Linked DNA regions of Mus musculus: region 1 is linked to region 2. A link is a contact called in public HiChIP or PLAC-seq data. All regions are on one chromosome and are shown on one strand. The core of a region is the stretch at or near the end of the contact, and the rest is flanking DNA. Distances in the headings are between cores, read along the strand shown. Region 1 has its middle 15 kb from the start of Gm15498. Region 2 overlaps Zan (zonadhesin).

Region 1 (4,865 bases), core at 376-2,875, 280 kb before region 2:
CGAGGAGGAAGTCGTAGGCTCACTCACCTGGTTTTGACATGGATCCTGGTGATGCAGAATCAGCTCATGCGTGTGCAGCAAGCATCCTTACCCACCGAGCCATTGCTTGGCCCCTTGACTCTTTCATCACTGCTAATCTTCCCGAAGTTCTTGATTCTGGCTTCAGGGAGCAAGAATCTATTCTTACCTAATCCAGCAAGCAACAATGTTACTGTTTCAAAAGAGTTTCGTCTGGTTTCGCTCCTGCTTCCTCCAACTCACATTTGTCTTTGTTGTTTTGGTTCCTGTCTGATTTGGGGGGAAACAAATCATCCAAAAGCTGATTTGACCTTCAGTTCTCTGTTTATCTATCAATACCCTTGCAGCAGGTACTTCTTCCAGAGAGGACACCATCAATCACAGATGGGGCGTGGAGGAAGATGATGTGGGAATCCTGGCTCCTAGAATTTAAAGTCAGTGGGTTGGTTCAAGGAGAGGACTACTGAAGGTCTCCCTCGCTATGGTAAATCCCCTTGGCCTTAGCTGCCTTATGTTCTCTGGGGTGGAGTCAGCTTCGTTTAACCTCTCCAGAAGACCGACCATCCTTGGGCATTGGTAGGAACTTAGTCACCTTGTTTCGCACCTCGTTCTCGGTAGGAGACTGTTTCTCATACCCTTCCATGTTGAGGACGGAACTCATGGATTTGTGCATGTTAGGCAAGGGGCTTCACCATTGAGCCATGCCCCCAACCCCTCACTAGGGGATTCTAGGCAGGGGCTCTACCACTAAGCCACGCCCCCCAGCCCCTCCCTGGGGGATTCTAGGCAGGGACTCTATCACTAAGCCACGCCCCCAGCCCCTCACTGGGGGATTCTAGGCAGGGGCTCTACCACTGAGCCACACCTCCAGCCCCTCACTGGGGGATTCTAGGCAGGGGCTCTACCACTGAGCCACGCCCCCAGCCCCTCACTGGGGGATTCTAGGCAGGGGCTCTACCACTGAGCCACGCCCCCAGCCCCTCACTGGGGGATTCTAGGCAGGGGCTCTACCACTGAGCCACGCCCCCAGCCCCTCACTGGGGGACTCTAGGCAAGTGTGTTACCAAGTACCTACATTTCCAAACCCCTCACCGGGAGATTCTAGGCCAAGGTTCAAGCCCAGAGCCACACCCCTAGGCCCTTGCTGATGGCTTCTGTTTTGCTGTGCTGCACCGCCCCTTTCCTCCCCCTTCCTCCCCCTTCCTCCCCCTTCCTCCCCTTCCTCCCCCTTCCTCCCCCTTCCTCCCCCTTCCTCCCACTTCCTCCCCCAACACCCCAAGTGCCCACTGCTTTGACTATAGAATCCCTCAGTGAGGGGCTGGAGGCGTGGATGTGACTAAGCAGTAGAGTCATTGCCTAGCATACAAAAGTTCCTAGCAACACAGAGAGAGAGGGAGAGAGAGGGGGGAGAGGGTACTTAAGCTAAGTACCTATTCTTTGTGTACCTTCAGCGCTGAGTGTACCGCTCTCATTGCTTCTCTTATCTTTGCTGCGCTACAAATTACCTTGAAGCTTAGTGTTTTAAAATGACAGCTCTCCTTTACTGTCTCATGGTTCTGTGGGCTGGCAACGCAGGGCATGACGGGATTGACTTGGCTCAGCTCCAAGGTGGCGTCTGGGGCCTCAGATGGAAGTCCTGAGGCTAGAGAGTTGAAGTCACCTGTGAGCTTGACTGATGCTGGCTGTTCCGCGATGACTCACTCGCTCACCTGGCAAGCAGGTTAGGACTGGATTGTTGGCAGCCTGCCTCTCTTCCTCCTGTGTGGCCCTCTCCCCAGGCTGTCTGAAAAGTTCCAATGATGTGGCAGCTGACTTTCCCCAGAATGGATGATCCAAGACAATGTAGTGGAAGTACCCATCTATCCCCATCCCTGTGTGTGTGTTTGTGTGTGTGTGTAAGCTGGAGTTCAATGATAGGCATCTTTCTTAACAGCTTTCCACCTTATTTATCTATTTTTATTTTAAAAGCTTGTTGGCACGTATGTAAGTGTGCCGTGTATGTGCAGTGCCCAGGGAGATCAGGAGAGAGCATCAGATCCCTGAAACTGGAGTTGTGTGCAGCCACAGGGCTCCAAACCCAGGTCTTCTGCAAGAGCAGCAAGTGCTCCTGACGACTGCTGAGCCATCTCTCCAGCCTCCCATCAGGTGCCACCACTGCCAGCTCATATTTATTTTATGTATGTATTCTTCAGTAACTTCATACATAAATATGATGGATTTCGATTGTATCCACCTGCCATGTCCCCCTCCAACTCTTTCTGGATCCCTCACTCTCCAGACCTCACAGCTGCTGCTGCTGCTGCTAAAAAATCGCCGAGTTCTCTGTTAAGGGTAGGTCCTACTGAACCCTTCGCCTTCCCCTTGGTTTTTGAGACAGCCTGTGCCAGACCCTCTTGCTTGCCGAGTGTGATGTTCACGGGGTCCACACTCACCCCTGAGACAATCGGCTTCACACCAGGGAGGAATTGTCTAGCTAAGGTTAGCCTCTGGGCACGTCCGTGGGGATTATCTCCATTCAGTTAATTGAGCTGAAAAAAGGCCTCCCATTGTGGGTATCACCCTTCCTTGGGCAGGCATCTTGGACTGTATAAAAGGAAGAAAGCGGGGAGAGGTTCCCAACCTTCCTAGTGCTGCGACCCTCATTGCTGTGGTGACCCCCCCCCACACACACACACAACCAAAGAATTATTTTGTTGAAACTTCATCACTGTAATTTTGCTAATGTTACAAATAGTAACGTAACTACCTAATATGTAGCATATCTCCTATGGGACCCGGAAGACCACTGGCTTAATGGCTAAAGGTGCTTATCGCCGAGTTGGAAGAACCTGTCTTTGATCCCACCTGCAGGTCTTTAATTCCATCACTTGGGAGGCAGAGATCTCTGTGACCTCGAGGCCAGCCTGGTCTACAGAGCGAGTTGCAGATCAGCCAGAGCTGCCCAGAGAAACCCTGTCTTGAGAAAAACAAAAATAAAAGAGCGAGTGGACCCCTGCAAGTGTCCTCTGACCTTCACTTGGGCACTCTCTGCATACAAAGTAAACTCACTAAACAACTGTAATTAAGCAATATTTTTTATTGGAGCCGTTGAGCTGAGCACAGTACTCCTTGCTGCCTTCCTCCTAACTGGGGCTGTATTGAGCCCAGCTGCCTTCCTCCTAACTGGGGCTGTATTGAGCCCAGCTGCCCCAAGCTTCTGCTGCCTTGGCTCCCAGCAGCAATGGATGTACCGCAAACTATAGCCCGCATTAACCCTGAGGTGCCCTTGTTAGAGTGCCCCGTCACAGCACCAAGAAAAGAAACCGAGACACTCAGACACTCAAACACTCGGCAGGCACAGCAAGAGTGAGAGGAACTCTCCAGTGCCTAGAACCACTTCCTTTATGACCTAACCTCTGAGAATGCACACTAACTGTCAGTTGCATTTACACACTGTTGAATTGAGCCCTAATTCTTTTTTTTCTTTTTTTAAGATTTTGTTTATTTTATTTATATGAGCATACTGTAGCTGATTTCAGACACACCAGAAGAGGACATCAGATCCCATTATAGATGGTTATAATCCACTATATGGTTGTTGGGAATTGAACTCAGGACCTCTGGAAGAGCAGTCTTAACCATTGAACCATTTCTCCAGCCCCCGAGTCTCTAATTCTAAGACAAATTTGAGAACTGGTAAATTAAACTCTACCTTATGGGCTGGGGAGATAGCTAGTGGGGTGCCTGCCTTGTATGCAAGAGACTTTGGGTTCCTTTCCTAGTGCCATATAAACGGGGTGTGGTCATTTATGATCCCAGCACTTGATAGGTGGAGGTAGGATGGCCAGGAATTCCAAATTATCCTTGATTATGTAGGAAGTTTAAGACTAGCCTGGATTTAAGTGAGATCCTATCTCAAAAAACAAAACAGAAAAACTCTTAGGTTTTTGGATGGAGGCATATTGATGCTTTGTGAACACATTTGAAGATTACCATGCCATTAGCATGACATCATGCTGAGTTACATGTGTTCCTGAATGCCTCCTTCCTATTTTATTAGAGCCCCCATAGGCCATACTCTGATACCCAGCCCAGTACCCTAAGGAATGCCCAGTAGATATCTTAGAATTACTTAAATATAAGAACTCATTCGTGATAACTCTGAAACCATTACAGGTGTGTGTGTGCGCGCGTGCGTGCTATGTTCTGACCAGGTGTGTGCCCATTGCTGCACCTCACTGCCAGGTGTTTGTGATATTGGTTGCTGGGACAGAGTCGGAAAATCTCCCCAGCAACCACAGTCGGGGCCAATCCGGAGTTGCTGCACCTTCATTAGACTCCTTCCTTGTTTTCCCTCCCATACCCATTTCTTGAGGAATCAATCATTTTAGAATAAACATTGTTTAGATCTGGAAATCCCCTACTCCCCGCTTCTCCTTTCCCACTTAAGGCCCTATAAAAACTGAGACCCCTTTTCCCTCAGGGTCGACTCCTCTACCCCTGCGTGGGATATGAGTCGTCCCCAGAGCTCTGGCTTTCCCCGAATAAAGCCTCGTGTGGTTTGCATCAAGCTTGGTCTCTTGTGAGCTCTTGAGGGTCTGCTATTATCCCGAGGCCTGAACGAGGGGGTCCTCAGGGAGTCTTTCAGATAGACCAGGTTAGCCTTGAACTCAGAGATCTGCCTGCCTCTGCCTCCTGAGTGCTCAGATTAAAGGCATGCGCCACCACCGACTGGCTCTACCTCTTTTTGTGAGACAGAGTCCCTCAATGAGCTTGGAACACACCAGTTTAGCTAGGTTAGCAGCCAACAGACCTCAGATCTATCTTCATTTCCTCAGTGCTGGGCTTACAGGCACGCTCTGCCATGC
Region 2 (4,807 bases), core at 1,364-3,863:
TCTCAGTTATTCTACCCTGCTTGGTTTCTGTGTTCTATGGGGCCCCTTTACTCTCTCCACTAACCCCTTTCTCCTTCAACCCCGTAGCTCTGCAGTGCCCAGCCCACAGCAAGTTCACAGACTGCCTTCCCCCCTGTCATCCTTCCTGCTCTGACCCCGACGGCCACTGTGAGGGCATCAGCACCAATGCCCACTCTAACTGCAAAGAGGGCTGCGTGTGTCAACCTGGCTATGTGCTGCGCAACGACAAGTGTGTGCTCAGAATTGAGTGTGGCTGCCAACATACCCAGGGTGGTTTCATCCCTGTGAGTTGGCATAGAAAGTGGGTTTGAGGGTGCTTGGTGGGTCAATCTCTTGGGTGTATTAATCAGAGTTTTCTAGAGTAACAGAGGGTATGGAATGACAGTGTATAGAAAGGGAATGTATTAGAGTGATTTACACTCTGTGGTCCAGCTAACCCAGCAATGGCTGACTATAAATGGAAGGTTCCAGAATCTAGTAGTTGCTCAGTCTATAAGGCTGCATCTCTCAGGCATATACTGATTTTAGTATATCCCAGAATCCCACAGAAGTAGGCTTTAATGCCAGTGAAGGAATGGACTTGCTAGAGGGGCACTCACACAGAGAGAAAGCTTCCTCCTTCCATGTCCCTCATATAAGCTGCCAGCACAAGGTGCGGTCCATATTAAAGGTGAATCTTCTCGCCTCAAAGATCCAGATTGGAAGTGGGTCTTCCATCTTCAAATGATTCGATTAAGAAAGGAAATCACTCATAGGTGTGCCCAGTCATTTGGGTTTTAGTTCATTCCGGATGTAATCAAGTTGACAACCAAGAATGGCCACCAATCATAGTGCAACTATGAGGACCTGGGTTCAAATTACCACAGCCCACAAAAGCTATTATAGTGGCTCTGAACTCACAGTGCTCCTGGTAGTTGAATACTGGTGGGTCTCCAGGAGGTGGGAACTAACTAGTCTTGTGGAGAGCAGCGCATGTATGTATATATGTATGTATGTATGTATGTATGTGTGTATGTGTGTATGCATGCATGCATGCAAGTATGTATTATGTATGTATGTATTATGTATGTATGTATGTATGTATGTATGTATGTATGTATGTATGTATTTTTTAAATGGGTTTGGTGGCCACTTTCTAGTTTCCTCTGCTTCTCTCCAACCAGGATGTCATTTCTTGGTTGGTCAGGGCCTGCCATAGGATAGGTAGGCTGTCTGTGAGCTGCACCCCATGCCCTTTACTGGGGGATTCTAGACAGGTCTTTTACTCTAGTACCTGCCCTACCCTCACCTCCCACTCTGCCTATCAGTTGGGTCCTACTCTGGTGTTCTATGGCTGAGTTACATACCAGGCTTCCATTGGAAGATTCTAGGCCTCAGCTTTAACAGCCAGTCATTCCCTTCACTAGGGAGGCACTCCCACAGGAGGATTCCAGGCAAGCACTCTACCCACAGCCTCTGGTGCAGCATGTAGTCGTTTGCTTGCTTTAGTTCTTTTGAGAAAGGATCCCACTGTGTAGCTCTGGCTGACCTAGAACTTACAGAGATCCGCCTGCTTCTGCTTCCTGAGTGCCTGGACTGAAGGCATCGTGCCACCACATCCTGATAAGATGTAGAGGTTTCTTGTTCCCCCCGCTGCGGGTGATTGACACACTAGATGCTGAATCTACAAATAGGGAGGGCAGATCGAAGCCCTTCAGACCGTGGGCGTGTCTGTATCAATTGAACCAGCCTGTTCTTCCTCATTTTCTTTGTTTTCCCCGTGGCTTCTTCAGGCAGGCAAGAGCTGGACTTCCAGAGGCTGTTCCCAGAGCTGTGACTGCATGGAAGGGGTCATTCGATGCCAGAATTTCCAGTGTCCCTCGGGGACTTACTGCCAGGACATTGAGGATGGCACCAGCAACTGTGCCAATATCAGTAAGGGAGCCACCTGGGGGAAGACGGAGCGGGAATGCTCGTGACTAAAGGGCTCGGAGGCAGGATGAGAAGGTTAGCTCCCCAGGCCTTGGAGGTCAGTGATAGAGGGGAGAGATTCTGACCCATAACTCACTGGGTCCTTTCTCAGCATTTGTTTCTCCACGGTTAGTATCCCATGACGAACAGGGAGACCCATTTTATTACTTCATTCCTTGGAGCTTAGCATGCATCGCATGCTCAGTAAATGTTTACTGAATGAATAATACAAGGGAGAAAAAAAAAAAACTCAAAAGCTCTGTTGGCCTTCAGCCACACCTGGTTTCCATAGCTACTGTTTCCTGAGCCCCTCTAATCTTTTCCACTAACCCAGCTTTCCCTCTAACCCACAGCTCTGCAGTGCCCCGCCCACAGCAGCTTCACCAACTGCCTTCCACCCTGTCAGCCTTCCTGCTCGGACCCAGAAGGCCACTGTGGGGGCTCCACCACCAAAGCCCCCTCCGCCTGCCAGGAGGGCTGTGTCTGTGAACCTGACTATGTGGTGCTTAACAACAAGTGTGTGCCCAGAATTGAGTGTGGCTGCAAAGATGCCCAGGGTGTCCTCATCCCTGTGAGTGGGTGTGGAGAGTGGGATGGGGAATGGGGGGGTGCTGGGGTGATGACTCAGTGGGTGAGGTATATGCACCAAAAGAATGAGGACCTACGTTTGAATTTTTGCAATGCATGTGAACTGGCTGGGTGGCCTGTGCCTGTAATCCAGCGCTCCTACTGGGAGATGGGAGGCAGAAACAGGAGAATCCCTAGAAACTTGAGGGCTAGCTTGTGCTGTGTGCTCAGTGGAGAAGGCCAACAGCCAAAAGGGTGGGAGGGGGGAGGAGAAGGGGAGAGGGAGAGAGGGAGGGAGGGGGAGAGGGAGAGAGAGAGAGAGAGCACTGTGTCAATATGCAATTGAGGGTTTGGACCATCCTCTGACTTCTACACATACATGTGCTGTAGTTTCACACACATAAATGCACCTACTCGCACACAAAGATCATTTTGAAAAGTGCCATGAGGGCAACTTTCTTCCCTTCTGCCTTGTGCACATGGGATGCGCCTGTCTGTATGCATGGCTTCATGACTGCCTCTGGAGTGTGAGGGTTGATCAGGTTCTGGAACATACTAGCTGAGTGCTCTGTAGCTGAGCCTCCACAGGCAAATCATCTGTCGTCAGAAGCTATGTGAACTGCCCTGTGCCCCCAAACCACCAAGGGAAGATGGATACCACGGAGTTGCTCTGTAAGGGTTTTGATGGGAGCTTCTAGGCAGGTGCTCTACCAATCACACAGGTCTCACCCCCACCACCTCCAATTTTCCATCAATAATTGGTTGACTGACTAGATGTGAAACGTGCAGATATGAAGGGCAAAGGTCAGCACTTCAGAGAGATGAGGCTGTGGCCCTCTAACCAGACTTCCTGCTCCTGTTCCATTTTTTAACTCCCGTGGCTTTTGTAGGCAGACAAGATCTGGATCAACAAAGGCTGCACACAAACCTGTGCCTGTGTGACAGGGACCATCCACTGCAGGGACTTCCAGTGTCCCTCAGGGACCTACTGCAAGGACATCAAGGATGACACCAGTAACTGCACTGAAATCAGTAAGAGGACCACAGGAACGGTGGGGGGCTGTTCATGACTGGAAAAATTAGGGGCACGGCCAGAGGGAGCTTAGTCCCCTGGGCCTGAGAGGTCAGGGGTAGGAGGTAACACAGTGAGGAGAGATTCGGGGGACCAATTTTTGGGCTGGGTACTTTCTTAGACTTGGTTTCCTCATGGTTACCACCCCATAATAACTCAGAAGACCCATTCTCATTACTTCCTTTCCTAGGGGATTGGCACACAGCCTGTGGTCAGTAAATATTTTGGGGGGGGGACCCAAAAACCTACCTTCAAGTTTTCTTGAACATTCTAGCTTCTCCTGTTTCTATAGCGTGTGCTTCTTTAAGCCCCCTCTGGGCCTCTCCACTTACCCCACTCTCTCTTTCCCCTATAGCTCTGCAGTGCCCGGACCACAGCCTCTACACCCACTGCCTTCCCTCCTGCCTGCCTTCCTGCTCTGACCCAGATGGCCTCTGTAGAGGCACCAGCCCCGAAGCCCCCTCCACCTGCAAGGAGGGCTGCGTTTGTGAACCTGACTATGTGCTGAGTAACGACAAGTGTGTGCTCAGAATTGAGTGTGGCTGCAAAGATGCTCAGGGTGTTCTCATCCCGGTGAGTGGGCGTGGAGAGTGGGGTTGGTGGGGGCTGGGAAATGGCTCAGTGTGAAAACATTTGCTCTGGAAGTATGGGACCCTGAGTTTGAATTCCTACAACCCGTGTAAACCACGGCAGTCTGCCTCTAATTCCACAGGCTCCTATTGGGATTTGGGGAACAGGGACGGGAGAACCCCCAGAAACTTAAGGGCTAGATACTCCTGTGTGGGCAGCAGTGAAGAACAGGAAAGGGGCGAGAGCGCTGTAGAAAGTGAGGACCAACACCTGAGGTTTTCCTCTGGCTTCTACAGATACATGCACTCCTATTTATAACCATGCCAGAGAAAACACAAACATGCACATGCACGCATACATACATACAAACATGTGTTCACATACACACGTGCGCATACATGTACACACTCACATTTGTTCTAAAAACTAGTATTGTACTGAGCATGGTAGCATATTCCTTTTTTCTTTTTTTAAGTCCGTTTGTTTATTTCCTTTACATCCATATCTTCATTTCCCCTCCCTCCTCCCCTCTCAGTTCTTTCCCCCTCCCCTCCCCTCCCCTCCCCTCCCACCATCCATTCCTTCTCCCTTTCTCTTCAAAAAAGGGGAGGCCTCCCACAGGTATTA

The links. HiChIP or PLAC-seq counts read pairs in DNA pulled down with a chosen protein or histone mark.
Region 1: a FOXA1 HiChIP or PLAC-seq map of pancreatic cancer cells shows a contact between it and region 2. The contact joins two enhancer-like sites. A contact is called at or near these places in 1 of 115 datasets of contacts at active chromatin or transcription factors (pancreatic cancer cells) and 1 of 9 other capture datasets (liver).

Annotation. Positions count from the first base shown.
Region 1 is chr5:137,703,856-137,708,720 of GRCm38.p6, reverse strand. No RefSeq gene overlaps it. Among named protein-coding and RNA genes, the nearest start is that of Gm15498, 15 kb to the right of the region's middle. Within about 2 kb of position 1,625, at least 148 of the 459 cell types and tissues checked have an H3K27ac peak or open chromatin away from gene starts, as enhancers often do. A contact at or near this core is called in pancreatic cancer cells, where this site is marked.
Region 2 is chr5:137,423,292-137,428,098 of GRCm38.p6, reverse strand. It overlaps Zan (zonadhesin), which reads left to right. Exons shown (of 88, transcript NM_011741.2): 38 at 88-305; 39 at 1,794-1,935; 40 at 2,325-2,542; 41 at 3,429-3,570; 42 at 3,966-4,183. Among named protein-coding and RNA genes, the nearest start is that of Zan, 51 kb to the left of the region's middle. Within about 2 kb of position 2,613, at least 42 of the 459 cell types and tissues checked have an H3K27ac peak or open chromatin away from gene starts, as enhancers often do. A contact at or near this core is called in pancreatic cancer cells, where this site is marked.